Linked DNA regions of Sorghum bicolor: region 1 is linked to region 2. A link is a contact called in public HiCAR-type data. All regions are on one chromosome and are shown on one strand. Each heading gives the region's core, a stretch centred on a gene start, on an enhancer-like site or on the middle of the called end of the contact. The rest is flanking DNA. Distances are from core to core; before and after follow the strand shown. Region 1 holds the start of LOC8060110. Region 2 holds the start of LOC8058924 (extensin).

Region 1 (7,390 bases), core at 1,010-3,509, 43 kb before region 2:
TAAGTATTCGGATACGGATACGGTATCGGATGTTAAACATTCGGACTCGGATACGGACAGATCTAAACCTCTCTAAACGAATTCGGTCCCGAATACGGTCGGAAAATATCGGTACCGTTTTCAGTTCTGATGTCCTACCTCCGCCTCAAAAAGATGTGATTCTGTATCATTAAAAAAAAGTAACTCTGGGTTTGTATTGAGTTAAACTTCCTTAATTTTTTTTTTGGGATGGAGATGGAGGGAGTATGTAGCTTTTAACAAGGTAGCTTTCGCGATCTGATGAACTGTTCAGTAGTGCCAACATTTTGAGAAACTTGTTTCTAACTCTTGCTACACGGTTCATATTGTCCCCGCTGTTGCATCGCTTGCAGGCTGCAGCATAAGAGTCATTTCCAAATTCCAAGTACTACAAGTAGTTGCTAACTAACACGATTACACGCAGCACTCCGAAAAAGCGAGACAGATACAATGTCTTGGTACCAGCTAAGCTAGTAGTACTCGCGAAAGGCAAGGACGACCGAGCAATCCAAACAGCAGCGCTGACGCCGCCCGACGGCATGTCACGACGGCCGATGGCCCCCACTCGCGCCCGCACGCACGGCACCGGTACAGTACATCACAACAGATGCGACGGGCACGACACGTACTGCATGAACTCGGCGTCGCGGAGCAGCGCCGCCATGGTCTCCGGTGGCAGGCACACCTCGATGTCCACGCTGCCGTCCCCGGCGCGTCCCGGGAACGCCGACATCTTGCCGTCGAACTTGTTGGCGCGCCCGCTCCGTACGGCGAGGGGCCGTCCCCACCCGAAGTCGTTGCCCTCGTACATCGGGAACCGGTTCGAGCTCCCCATCGTGATCACCGCGCCGTCGGGGTTGCCCAGCGGGAAGCACCGGGGCGCGGCCTGCCACGCCGCCGCCGCGCGCCGGATAGTGCCGTCGCCGTACGCCGCGAGGCTCTCATTCAGCTTGCCCGCCGCCCACCTAAGATCGCTGCGAGCCAGCTCCGACACCGTCGCCAGCGTTACAGCGCTCTGGATGGCGTTGCCAAAGTAGACAGGGGAGATGGCCGGCTGCAGCCGGTGCCGGCAGTTCACCGCCATTCGGAACGTCGTCGTCGCGTCGGGCGCCAGGCGTTTCCGGGCACGCGTCACCGCGAGCCATATCTGCGCGCACAGCGACTGGAACGACGAGATCTCCCCGCGCAGCACTTGGGGATTCTTGGGGTCATGCGCCATCTTGCCGTAAACCTCGGCGTCTTGGCCACCGCTCGGACGACGGTTGGCGATTGTTTTCAGCTCGCGAATCGCGTCGGCGCTGAAGTGAAAGACGCGCTCACGGAGAGGCGCGTCCACGTCGAAGGTCACCGACGGGCCGACGCCGCCGGGGAAGCGGAGGACGGCGGTGGACTCGCCAAAGAAGTTTCGGCGGAAGTCCGGCATCTTGGGTGACTCGCCGCGGCAGATGGCCGCCCAGGTGTTGAAGAATTGCCAAAAGGAGGTGCCGTCCACGACGGCGTGGTTGGCGACGATGCCGATAAAGACGGCGCCGTCACCGAGCACGGTGACCTGGAACGACGTGAGCGGGCGACGGTGGCCTTCGTAGCTCACGGTCCGGTCCATGGGGAACAAGTCCTTTGTCAACTTGGTGGGCACGTCGGCGTCAGGGACGAGAAAGTCGTCAAGCGACAGGCCGGGCGCGACGGCGTGGAGGAAGTCCACGCCCGCGTCGTTGCAGCGGATGACGATGCGGTCGTCGGGCAGCGTGACGAGGCGGCCGGCGAGGGCCGGGACGACGGCGAGCGCTCGGGACAGCGACGACAGGAGCAGCGACACGAGCGAGGGCATGGGCAGGTCGGGCGCCGGGAAGAAGAGCCCCTTCTGGATGTAGTGGCACGACAGCATGGGCAGGTCGGAGACGGACAGCGTGAGGTCGCCGATCGCGGACGCGGCGTCCGGGCGAACGTGCTGCCTCGACACGACGGTGATGCCCGAGGGCGGCGCGTCCAGGCAGGCGGCGGCGGCGGCCTGCAGTTTGGGCGCCATAATGGCGGACGCGGCCGGGGCGGCGTCCAGCATAGGCATGGTGGAGATCATCTGGGCCATAGGTGTGTTGGATTGCCCGGCGCTACACCACCGGCCGCTTGCTGCTGATGTAGCAGCGGCGGTGGGAGTGGAGTGGCAGTGGAGACCGTGTGCGTGCGTGTATGGGTGAGCGCTGTGCGATACGGCCAAAGAGGTGGTTTGGGCAGTGCCGCCTTTGCTGTGAACACCGAACAACCTTGGGCAGTTTATATAGGACACGAGGAGGAGCTGGATGCATGCACCTGGGCAGCCTTCTTTTGCCAGTACTGTTTTGGATATTCTCTGGCCAGGTTTTTGTGGCTGTCAGAAGCAGATATATCAGATAAAGGTGAAGCTAGAGATTTGTTCTATTGCCTATGAACAGTGTGTGAGACACAGTCACTCGAGAAAACACAGAAGATACCGTTTAAAAGTATTGATGATATGGAACTTCACCATGCTCGGCTGGTTATATTTTTTAACTGATACTGATGTTGATGTTAATTTATTATAAGAAAAAAAATACTGTTATATAACTAAAACCATTATTATCAGTAAAAGTTTTTTCACGACTCATTTCAGCATAGCTTTTCCGCAAAAGGAACAGCATATATATAATTTCTTTTTTCGAAACGTCAATTTGGATTGTTCATGTTCTGCGGCTGCCAACAGGTGTCCCCTCCTTTCGAACGAAGAGGAACAAGTGTCCAGGAAGTGCGCCACAAATATTCTTATTATATTTTTTGTTTTAAAAGCAAGCTAGCTAATCAAACCGGTAACTCATCGGCTTGATGACTGTTAGAGCACTTGTTGACGAGATATTACAGAGTACACTGAACATGTTGCTGGACGAATTCAATGAACACGCAACGGCTTTCCGTATTAAAATCAACAAATGTATAACATCACAAGTTTTTTGTTGTCATGCTAATATAGCCTCGATTAATGTCTTCAGTCTACTGGATTTTTGAATGCGTTAGCCACGCACTACTGTAACGTTCGTCTATCTAGCTACTCGTCCATATATATGCGATTAATAAGCTAGGACAGCATCTTCTTTCATAATTATTCATGTCCTGTCGTCCAATCCATATCCGCCTCATCAAGAACAAATACTCCAATATTGATTACTAGTCAGTAGCGTTTACGCCTCCATCATCATCTCTTCGTCAGTTACGTGGTCTACGTCCCTGCTGAAATAGAATACGTTGCTCTTGCCTTGTTGCCTAGTCAGTCTAGTGACATATGAATCGTCGCTTGCGAAATGATGATACTTTCAGTTCTTTATTTACATTTTCCCATCGAGATTGGTCCTGTGCGCATTTTATTTTTCAATCTCAACAGTATTTTATCGTGCTTCGTGCATGATAATGTATAAGAAGCGAATTGTACACTGAATGAAAAAAAAAAAGGGAAAGAAAGGCTCACTGATGCTGTTTTGCTGACGGATCACCTAATAAATTAGCTGTAGATACCGCCTCCTACGCAGTTTCAGCCTGTCACTGTACGTAATCCGTACAAAACTAAAGATCGATGTAGTATTTATTATTTGCGGTACGGGGGGCATCGAGGCAGGCGTGTGCCGCGCAGCAGACTGCCTGGGCCTGGGCTAGCTCGCTGTGTTCTCCATCCCCAGCCCAGCCAGCCGTTGTTGGCTGCCTCGTGCCCCAGAACGATGCAGCGGGAGCGTCAGGACGTGGACCACGACCATCGGCAGCAATGGCCGCGTGTCGTAGTCTGCAGGACGTACTGTAATGCATCGGTTTCCGCTGGTTGCAATCATGCGATGGCAAGCTAGCGTTCGCGACGCACGGCCGGCGAGGACGTGCTAGCGAAATAGGCTGGGGCGCACGCCCCGGTTGGCTCGGCCTCCGCGGGGGCCGCCGCTCGTCCTTCAACTCTCGGCGGATACATGAACCTGCCGCCTTCCGTCCTGTCCAGCTAGCCATTGCCGTCCGTCCGTCCGGCGAAGAATCTTCTTCGGTCGGGGCCGGTACAGAAGCTGAAACCGATGCGCCTGCTGCTGCTGCTGCTGGTCGCCGTTACATACTCACTTCATGTCGCTACATTCATGCATTCCTCTTCCTCTCCTACTACCGAGCAGATCGAGTTTATGCCACGCACACAAGACACAACCCTGTGTACATACGTACAGGATACATGTATCGGACAGGAATGTGTAAACTAGTCGTCGTTCCTCCCTCGCTGCTGCGGCTGGTGAGCTGGAGGCCGATCATTCGATCGGCCAGCCACTGAACCTGAGCGCCGCCCTGCCTGCTGGCTGCTGCTGCTGCATCGGCGGAAGGCCCCCCACTTTCTTAGGGCCTGTTTAGATTGGGAACGAAAATTTTTTGGGTGTCACATCGGATGTGTCGGAAGGATGTCGGGAGGGGTTTTTAGAAACTAATAAAAAAAATAAATTACATAGCTCGTCAGGAAACTGCAAGACAAATTTATTAAGCATAATTAATCTGTCATTAGCATATGTGGGTTACTGTAGCACTTAAGGCTAATCATGGAGTAACTAGGCTTAAAAGATTCGTCTCGCGATTCTCAACTAAACTGTGTAATTAGTTTATTTTTTTATCTATATTTAATGTTTCATGCATGTGTCCAAAGATTCGATGGGATGGATGAAAAAATTTTGGGTGAGAAACTAAACAGGGCCTTATTGCCATTCCGGACTCGTGTTCAGCACCCTCCGGACGCATCGGAATGGCCGGTTTCGGGTATAAGAAATTCGCGGCCGCGGATCCCGATGTCACTCGGGCGGCAAGCGGGTGCGGTGCGGCCCGGTGCCCCGCACGCGCGAGCGCGGGCGGGCGAGGGGGCTGGGCGCCGGGGATTAAACAAAAGGCAGACAAGGTGGCCTGCACCCGGCCGGGCGGCGCGCGCGGCCTCGCTGGCTCTGCGGCAGCTAGGAGCCGGCCCTGACCTACCGAATGTCAACCACCACCAACGCGGCTGATGCATGCAGTGCAGCCGTGCATGCGCAGGTGCAGCTCAGCTGGCGCTGGCGCTGGCGCTGGCGGGTGGCGGCAATGGCGGTCGTGGGACGGTGGCGCAAGTTGGGTTCCCGCCGGCCTGGGGCAGCCTTTCGGTTGTCTGGGGCCTGCCAGTCCGGTTGGCAACCCATAATTTTGCAATCTCTCGTTCCCCCTGGCCCTGCCTGCCCTCTGCACCTGTCTGCGGATCACCGGTCATCGTGGTGCGGTGTCCAGGAACCATCCAGGCCCCAGCTGATGAGCACACGCTGCCCACGGGACCGTACATTTTCTCCCCACCAGCGTCACAAAGAGCGGAATTATAGCTCCATAATAAGCTCCAGTTTTGAACAAAAACGGTTTTACTCTACCGAATTCAAGCCAAATGTTACAGCTCTATATTCCAGATTCATAGAAAATATAGATCAAAAGGCCAATACATAGATTTGGGAAGGCTCCTTGCTCTATAAACACCGGCTTCAAACCTTCTTATCATAATTACCAACCATACAACCAATTACATGTTGCAATACATCTGGCTTGGGTCCAAATATGAAATTCCCATGAAAAAAAAATCAATGGCCCGTCCATGTGTGCAAAAAGGAAAAGTGAGAACTTTTTAGTCTCACCTTGTTTGTGGAAATGGAGATAGCAATACTTAAATACGAAAGTCCTTTTCACATCAAGTCTGTTGTGAGGGGTAGAAAAGAAGCCCACACACACTCGCGTGCCTCACCTTGTTGAATTGAGCGAAGGGTGTGGGGGCATGGCACCTACATGAACGGTCCATCAAAATTTGTCCCTTGGCACTACAAAGGCACGGACTTTTTTTTTGCGAATTTAGTTTTTGGTTCCTTAGCCTCTAAGTTTGTGGATGGGAGTCCTAAATGGTTTAGATCGTGATCACGACATGAGATCGGCTTGGACATGCCTACATAAGCAGCTTATCGGCCAATGTAAAAATGAATCTAATCAAGTTAGGGTTTTGCCTCTTCTCATTGTTGTGCCGCCACCATAGCCTCTCCATCCCTAGCGCATGAGTACACGTGTGATCGGGAGAGCATGTCTCAAAACCCTCGTCCTTGCGATCCTGCACCAGGAGAGGACTAATAAGGTTTTTGGGAAGGCTCTTCCTGTGACTCCTCCCAACTTCCATGACGGGTTGTCTTCCATCCAAGTCAGGCGGTGCTACGTCCTAGCATATTCGTCATTGGTTGCTCTGAGCTCTTCCTCCACCGCTCATCAACGACTTCGTACCACTACCAGCAACATCTTCTTCATCACCAACAACGCCGCCTTAATTCCTCTACAAACCAAAGTACACATCCTATAATCCAATCTATTTATTACAATATGCATGTTGTTTTGATTATGAGGATATTCTGTTCATACTATCCAATCTAACTAGTATGTTATGTCTAGCTACAAAGGGAGAGATTTGGAATACAAGACAAGTCATCCTAGATTCAAACCCATCATATATCTATCTCTAGAGTTTGTATAAGACAATATCTTCTTCATCCCTAACTGTAAACATCTATACTTGTAACAATATGCATAGGTGTTCAGTTAAATACTTGTGAGTAATGAACTTGTTCTTTTGGTTGCTTCCATTGCTTATTGTACTCATAGAAGATAATGCTTTCGGTTGGAAGCTTAGGGAGGATCATAAGTAAATGAGAGATCAATGGATGTTCCAAACGAATAACCACTTCACCCACGACCACGAGTTATCCTCCAGAAGAAGCAGTAGCATCGCAACAATTGACACATATGATTATAATGTTTTCTCTCTCTCGGACACATAAGTGACGATAAAATCTTAGAATTGATAGTCCTTAGAATGCGCGGTTCTCCCTTTTTATTATATTTAGGTTGTGTGTGTTCTCAGAGGTTGGAAGTGGATTCATAACTATTGTCTCAATTCTACGTCATGATTATGAATTAATAAAATTAATATTTTATAAAAAAGGAGTAACTACTATAGTGGGCTTAGAATATTCCATGCGTGCTACTAGTAGAAAAGCTACCAACCTCGCAACTTGCACTTCTCCTAATAATGGTGATGTTTTTCCTCATTGTTCACGCTTGCATGCATTTTGCACTAAGAAAATTCCATCGGATCAAGGCATCACACAGCGCTAGCAGCCGCCGTCACTCATTGGATAAGGATTTGAAACCTAGAGCGAGGACAGATCGTAGCAATACTTATTAGGTTTATTTGCTATGAGGCAAGAGGAAACAGTCGCGAGTCACGACAGACAAAAACCAAATCCATTGAACAGATCTTGGTCCCGTTAGAGTGCTCCAATCATCACGCACTTAATTCCAAATCTAGAATATT
Region 2 (7,258 bases), core at 2,936-5,435:
ATGTAAAATGTGATCGTTCTCTCGTAGCCAGGCTTAGCCAAAGCAACAGGGGGAATCGTGTCACCTCTCTTCACCGACTCGCGCCGTTCCCCGTTGCCGCCGGTCCGGCCATGCGGGCTCACGCCACCTTCCGCCGGCGATGCATGGGCTCGCGCTGCTCCTTGCCATTGTCAGCGCAGGCTCAGGCTGCAGCGAGAGGGAGCGAGAGGGCGCGTTGGAGCGAGGCAGACGCGGTGGAGCGAAGCAACCTCCTGGTGACCGTGACAAAGCCCACCTGTGACCTCTCGGTGACCGCAACGAACCCATCGAACGCAGCAAGCTGGACACCGGCATGACAGAGGCCCTCGTCACATCACCTCCTGGTTCGTGGTTCCTCGTCGTACACCCGCTCGCACTCGCGTCGTCCTCAGAGAGTCAGAGGTCCTCGTAGGAAGTCCACACAAGCTCGCATCGTCCTTGGAGATCCTCGTCGGAGGTCCGCGCCCACTGTCTCCTTGCCGAGCACACGTCCCGACGTCCGTCTCCTACTCGCATCGTCACTACTTCACCGATTAGGGCGAGCAGAGGCAGACGAGGAGCACCGCAGGGTGCAGCCATGGCAAGGGGATGGATGGTGCCATCGCAGGGAGCGGCCATGGCGAGAGGACAAGGAGCTCCTTGCCTACCAAGTGTTCGACAAAATGCCCCTAAAGGGGGTAACCATACCAACTGAAAGACGCAATGATTAGATGAAAAAAAAAAAGTAGCCAACCAAACATGTCATTTCTAATCCAAGCATAGACTGTGAATGACTTTTAGTTTCCTAGCCCGGCCAAATCTAAAACACGAACCAAACACATCCTACATAACTAACAGACCCCTAAACCAAAAATTTAAGAGCTCAAGTAAAAAACACTAGTCCAACAAGCCCTTACTCAGGCCCTCAAAGGTTGGCAGGGAGATCTTCCTAGGCTCCTAGTCTGCAGTCGTGGATTATTAAATGCTAACTACAAATTTTACGGATTGTAGTAGTAACTCATCCATGCATTAGTTTCCAGTTAGAGCAAGTATTATAGTGGGTCGTAAGCTGGCTAAATGCTGAGATGGAGAAGAGAAGGAATGAGAGAGAGGATAAGCAGACTGTAACCTTAGCCAGCTTAGGCACAAGAACCAAAAAAACTTCGTGAGAGAGATAAATGGGCAATGTATTAATAGTGAAGAGCAAACTATTGTATGAGTGGACTGGAAGAAGACTGCAAGAACAAAACATCGTGCTGTTTCCCAATGGTGACATGTATCTTTCTAATACCCTCAGCCATTGTAGTCATTCGGATCACAGAAATAACTTGTGGTTTTTCCCAGATATATAGATCTGTTTCGCAGAGCTCCAGATCCAAGAAATTTGTGGCTCGCAGAATTCTTGAGCTGGGTACTCCTAGCTCCAGAAATCTGAGAATATGGAGTTGTTGGTACAGAGTTTTTTTTTTTTTGGGAACAGTTGGTACAGAGTTGTTTGGCCTAGCGAAATAGACTCCAGATCTGAGAGAGCTCAGAGCTAGAGCTGTGCCAAATAGGGCCATAGCAATTGTAAATTGAAAGCATGCAGGAAATTTAACTAAAAATATCTACCTTTTTATCTTACAGTTGAATGTGCTTAATTACACCTTTTTTAAAGAGAAGCTGACTGGTTAACTGCCGATCTGCATATTAAAAAAAGAGAAATACAGACCAAAAAAACTAACACCATAACAACCACAATTACACCATAAACAAAGGTGTCCATCACGAACCGAACACAAATTAGCTTCCTGTTTTATTAATTTACACATATTAACTGAGAAGTTCGGGAATCATAAGCTGAAATACCAAGACCAGTAAGTAGTGTTAAAGTTTCCCATTTTGTATCACACTATCACTCAAAGAAAAAAAATAAATGGAAAACATATGCAGGGTCTAAGGCTGCAAGTGGCCCAGAAACGTTAGAACACCACCGTCTAGAAGCATTGATGCATACTAAGTTGAGTGTTAGCATTGCCAGTACTTAGTTCCTTATGTCCAAATGATTGTCTAAAAACTCAAACAAAAACAGCACACATAAAAATGATCATTGACAGATTTTTTTTTTATGTTAGGGGTTGTTTGCAGTGCTCCTCCGGAGGAGCCCTACCAAACAAACCCTTATACACGCCAGCAACTATTTTGAGCAAAAGTGTATGAAGATCCTTTGAAATAATTTGCAGCACTAAGCTGCGAAGCTTGCAATATGCAAACTACAAAGGCCATCCAGCAACTAAAGAACAAAGACCTATTGATTTGTTTTAGCTCCAAACAGTGCCACCGAAGCTTAATAAATGCATACTGCATAGTTATTTGGCATTGAGGCTCAGTGAAACCACGATTTATTAGCACTTGGAATGGGTAATTAAAAAAATAATTGAAAAGAACATAAGGAAATTCCTGAATAGTGCACGGATATGTGTTTCGAAGGTATATGAAAAACATGTTTTTTTGGTAATAAATAAATAAATCCTTGTAGCTTATGCCTAGTCTCTGCCCAAATTTGGATCATACCCCCTACAATGTATGACCGAGTTTTTCCAAACTTTCAGTTGACATGTACCAGCTCATTTCCTGGTTGCAGAAGCACATCAATCAAATAAGAAATAAGCTCACAGGAGTCATAGTCATATGTAGTTTGCTGTACAAACAAATGTTTATATCCAACTTTGAATTTACTACAAAGCAATGCTGCCTTTGATGAGTATACAACAATTTCAACACACCAAATAAAAGGAAAACAGAGCAGTACAATACAATTGCTGGAAAAGATAACACCCAACATCAAGACAACAATACACAAGTACACCATCAAAGCAAACCGTGAGACCTTTATGTTACACACAAAATCTGTCATCATAAAACCTTGTAGGTTATAGGTATCAGAATAATCCAAAACATCACAAATATATATACATACATGGAGCAAACCATAGACTATAACACTGTGACTTTATTCCCACATATGCATGGAAGAAGAATCAACTCACAGTGCTTTCTTAATGCCACACTCACACAAACTTCCATTCAATAGTCACCACGATACTCGCTGTAATCATCCCTCCCAGCAGGTACAACCTTCTCTTCCACCCGCTCTGCAGCCTTCTCCTCCTTATACTTCACAGCTTCATCAATTGCTAGACCCCCGAGAGCTCCAGCCACAGCACCGACCGCAAGCCCAGTGCCTACTCCATACCTTCCATTCCCACTGCCACTACCACCGCCCCCAGTCCTCCCTCTCTGCTCATATTGCCTGTTGTAGTCCACCGGTGCAGAGGGCCCTCCAGTGTACTCATACTGAGGTGGTGGAGGTGCAGGTGCAGAGTAGTACCCACTGGGGCGATAGTACTGGTCGGATCCGTACTGCGGCGGGGCCGAGTAGGCGGGAGGAGGCGGTGGAAAGTAGTATGGGGAGCTGGAAGGCGGAGGGTATTGCGGCTCAGGAGGAGGCGGCGAGCGCTCGCGGATGGCGACGCGGACGCGGATCTTTCCCTGTGGACGGCCGGAAGGGCGGAGGAGAGGCAGGCTGACGAGAGCGGAGGCTGCGGGATCGTGGCTAGGGTTAGGGTTTGCGGGGTAGAGGAGGTCGCGGAGAGGAGAGCGGGCGGATCCGACGAGCGGCTTGGGCGAATCGGAGGGCTTAGAGTGGAAAACGTCGAGGGACAGGAGGATGGAGGGGTCGTGCGGGGAGAGGTGGGGCGGAAGCGGGAGGACGAGGCGCTCGTTCCAGGTTGGTTTGCACCCGCCGCCATCGTCGGGGCGGGTGGCGGCGCGGCGGGAGGGGTCGAGGTAGACCACGGCGTAGGCACGGAGGTCGCCGCGGCGCCAGTTGACATTCTTCAGGTGCTTCCCGGAGACGACAGTAACCTCCAGGTCGAACGCCTTAGGCAGCGCCGCTGACGGCGGCGGTGGCATCGAAGGTGGTGGGGATTGGAATTGGTGGTGAGGATTCGGAGGCGGCGGGTGCTGGTGCTGGTGCTGGTGCGGGTGGAGGGGCGAGGAGGGGGACGGGGAAGCCATGGCGCGGCGGCGCGGCAGTGGGTGGCAGTTGGCACTTTTGCAGGCAGGTCGGGTGGCCGGGTGGGTGAGGGCGAGTGTGGGCGACGATTGACGGATCGTGCCGCGTCCCAGCATCCCTAAATATCTGCTACAAGCCCGCAACCATGAAGATTTGAGAGCAGGGCCCATTTTTTCTTAAGATTCCATTGATCCCGGCAAAGCCGGTGCACGGAAGGGCCCATTTCAAAGGCCCATTACTTTTCTACTAGTGGCAAGCATCGTATTGAGGCCCTCTGTTTCTTCTCCATTTGTGATTATTTAGGCCTGTTTAGTTCTCAAAAATATTTTGCTACGGGCAATGTAATGTACTAAAAAAATGAAATTGTGTTGCTACGGGCACAAAAAAAATGAATGAAATTGTTGACGCAGCCGAGAGCAAGTTGGTGCTGTGCAGACTGGAGCCGTGACCAGAGGCCGGCATCTTGCAAGCTAAACTAACAGTCGAGCAAAATTGAAAAGTCAGAACACTTCGTACAAATAAAACATAAAAAATAGATTATGTGATGCGTGACTGCGTGAGTGTGCTCATCAGAGGAAGGAGCAAGGGATGAAGGTTTTTTTTTTTACAACAGACAAGAGCAAGGAATGAAGTTGGAAACAAGATGAATGAAAACGCGATCGAAGAGTGTATCGGTTTTATGTGGTTTTTTCTCGCATGATGTGCGCTGGTGGAGCTTGTCGTGATTTTGAGCCAGAACCGCTTATAATAACCGGACAAAACAGGTCCTCGTCAAATCGTAGGTCGCATGTCAGCTGCTGGCGCCCCAATCTCTACCCGACACACGCGGGGGGCGGACGAGTTTAGCTGAGGGTAGAGGCCCGCACCGCGTCAGCGAGCGCGCGAATGCGAGGGTCGGGACCCGGGACTCGGGGTGGGTGGTACTTCTTTTTTTTTTAAGGGAAGGGTGGGTGGTACTTGGTCACATCAGTTTCGGCCGGGGTCTCCCGCGATGCGTGGGCCGTGACAGCGAGGGGTCGAGCTCCGCACGTTGGTACGGTGGCGCAGTCCCGGACCCCAACTCGGCGGTCGCAAGCAGCAAGGCAAGGCCAAGAATCACGTCGCCAACTCGCCATTCGTCACCCGCCGCCGCTTTGCTTTACCATAACTACCCAAAACCCTACTGTTGCAGGATAGTCTCTTGCTGCCATTTCAAACGTTTGTCTCGCCCAACTTTGGTTGGTGCAGACCTTAGCGATTGTTCTCATCAATATTCCATCATTGGGGTTGCGTTGGGTTTTACCTGATGAGTATCTATACTCTGCAGCTGCAGCGTTAAGAATTGCCGTGACAGGTGACTGAAAGGAACGTCGATTTTATCGTCGTCGCGGAGTGGATAGACATTCCGGGCGGGCGTTGCGAGGTCGGTGCCAGAATATAGAGGCGCATGGACCCGTTGTGGGTGGTAGTTTGTTCGATGCCGATTCTTCCAAGGCTCCGAAACAATGTGCTGAGCTCAAACGTACTCTCTTTTTCGATTAAGGGCTTGTTTAGATTTCTTTGAAATTTCAAAAGTTTATAAGATTTTATGTCATATCGAATCTTACGGCACATATATGAAGTATTAAATATAGATAAAAAATAATTAATCGTACAGTTTGTCTGTAAATTGTGAGATAAATCTTTTAAGCCTAATTAATCTATTATTGGACACTATTTTAAAAATACAGACAAAAGTGCTACATTGTCAAAATTCTAAAATTTTTTGCATCTAAACAAGGCCTAACAAACATACGCAAATGCTACTTACTGTACGTATGTATTCACACTCGCTCTTATAAACTCATCAGCATACAGAGCTTATCTCTATGAGTGGCCAATAAATCTCTAAAATCTTGTAGATTTTTCCCTGTTGAATGAGCACATAACATAGTACCACTAAAAGAATATTAGCCTCAAATAAATAAATACGTACAACCACTTCTATTAAATCAGAACCTTAGATTTGAATGAATACAGTAGCTTCCATCATAAAAACCTAACAAATTAAGTTACGGTTAGCTCATGAGATCAAACTCTTATAAGAGTGTCTCGCTAATACATGTTTGTGTGTTTAGAGTGTGGGGCCAATAGAAAAACCGCACGTCTGTGTAGTTGTTCAATGACACAAGCGGATCCACCTACTAACTTGTTAAAGCAGAGTTTTCGCTTGGTGGCTTCTTTTGTTCGATTAGCCTGGATTGCTCCAGGAATCATTTTAGCTGATGAAACATTTATATAAAGCAATCCAGTTACGAATAGCTCCAGGAGGCGGCTCCCAGCCGAACAGAGCTCCTAGAAAAGGAACATTTGAACCGGCTGGATTCAAAACACGCCATTAGCAAAATAATCCAATGTATCTTATACTTGAATATTACCACTTGCGCGAACGACAGTAGTGTCTAAAGAATCTTTTATTGGTTGCATACAGTGACACAAAGCATCACGATAATACCATAAGAGGGCGAGAGGCTCGACGAGAAACAATTTCCTTCCTGCAACTGCAAGGCACCAATGCAAATCATTTATGTGCACTGTTAAGATGGTCCATCAGTTAGGTTTGCTAAATAGATGCCGACGCGTACTCGCCTCTTTATATATATATATATATATATATATATATATATATATATATATATATATATATATAGGACGCGTTTCTTTTACACGTGCGTGTAGTTACTCTCATCTATGTATCTCTAGATTTAAGGTGTATATGACCGGACGAAATGTATATAGACAAAGTATATGATCATACTAGACCATCTAGAGTGATATGTATGTTAAGTATGCATACATACATAGAGTATATGGTTATACTTATTGTATATAATATAGTAGTGGCATTTTAGTAATATAGTTAAAATATATTTTTTTTTGAAAAATTTTCGCGTGGTAACATCTAGAGTATCTTAATATGAGTATATAAACATACTCAAACTGATAAACAAGTATGAATACATACATAATGTAGTTATTGAAGATGAGAGTAACTACACGTACGTGTACAAAGGAATATCCCTATATATATATATATATATATATATATATATATAGTTGGTATATTGGGAGCCCAGGGCTACACATAGGTATTGGAAGCCCCAACCAACCACTCCACCCAACCCTCACAGAGCTGACACACGCGCAAGTGGGGGACCTGTGCCATCCCACCTTGCCCTCACAAAG

What was found. HiCAR-type assays count read pairs that join an accessible place to other places.
Region 1: a contact with region 2 is called in a HiCAR-type map of leaf, with 6 times the contacts expected there. The contact joins the promoter of LOC8060110 here to the promoter of LOC8058924 in region 2. A contact is called at or near these places in 1 of 4 Hi-C or Micro-C datasets (leaf) and 1 of 1 datasets of contacts at active chromatin or transcription factors (leaf).

Annotation. Positions count from the first base shown.
Region 1 is chr3:67,757,033-67,764,422 of Sorghum_bicolor_NCBIv3, reverse strand. It overlaps LOC8060110, which reads right to left and starts at 2,259. Exons shown (of 1, transcript XM_002456606.2): 1 at 249-2,259. The coding sequence starts at 2,104. The coding sequence ends at 617.
Region 2 is chr3:67,715,895-67,723,152 of Sorghum_bicolor_NCBIv3, reverse strand. LOC8058924 (extensin) reads right to left here and starts at 4,185. Exons shown (of 1, transcript XM_002456605.2): 1 at 2,674-4,185. The coding sequence starts at 4,170. The coding sequence ends at 3,064.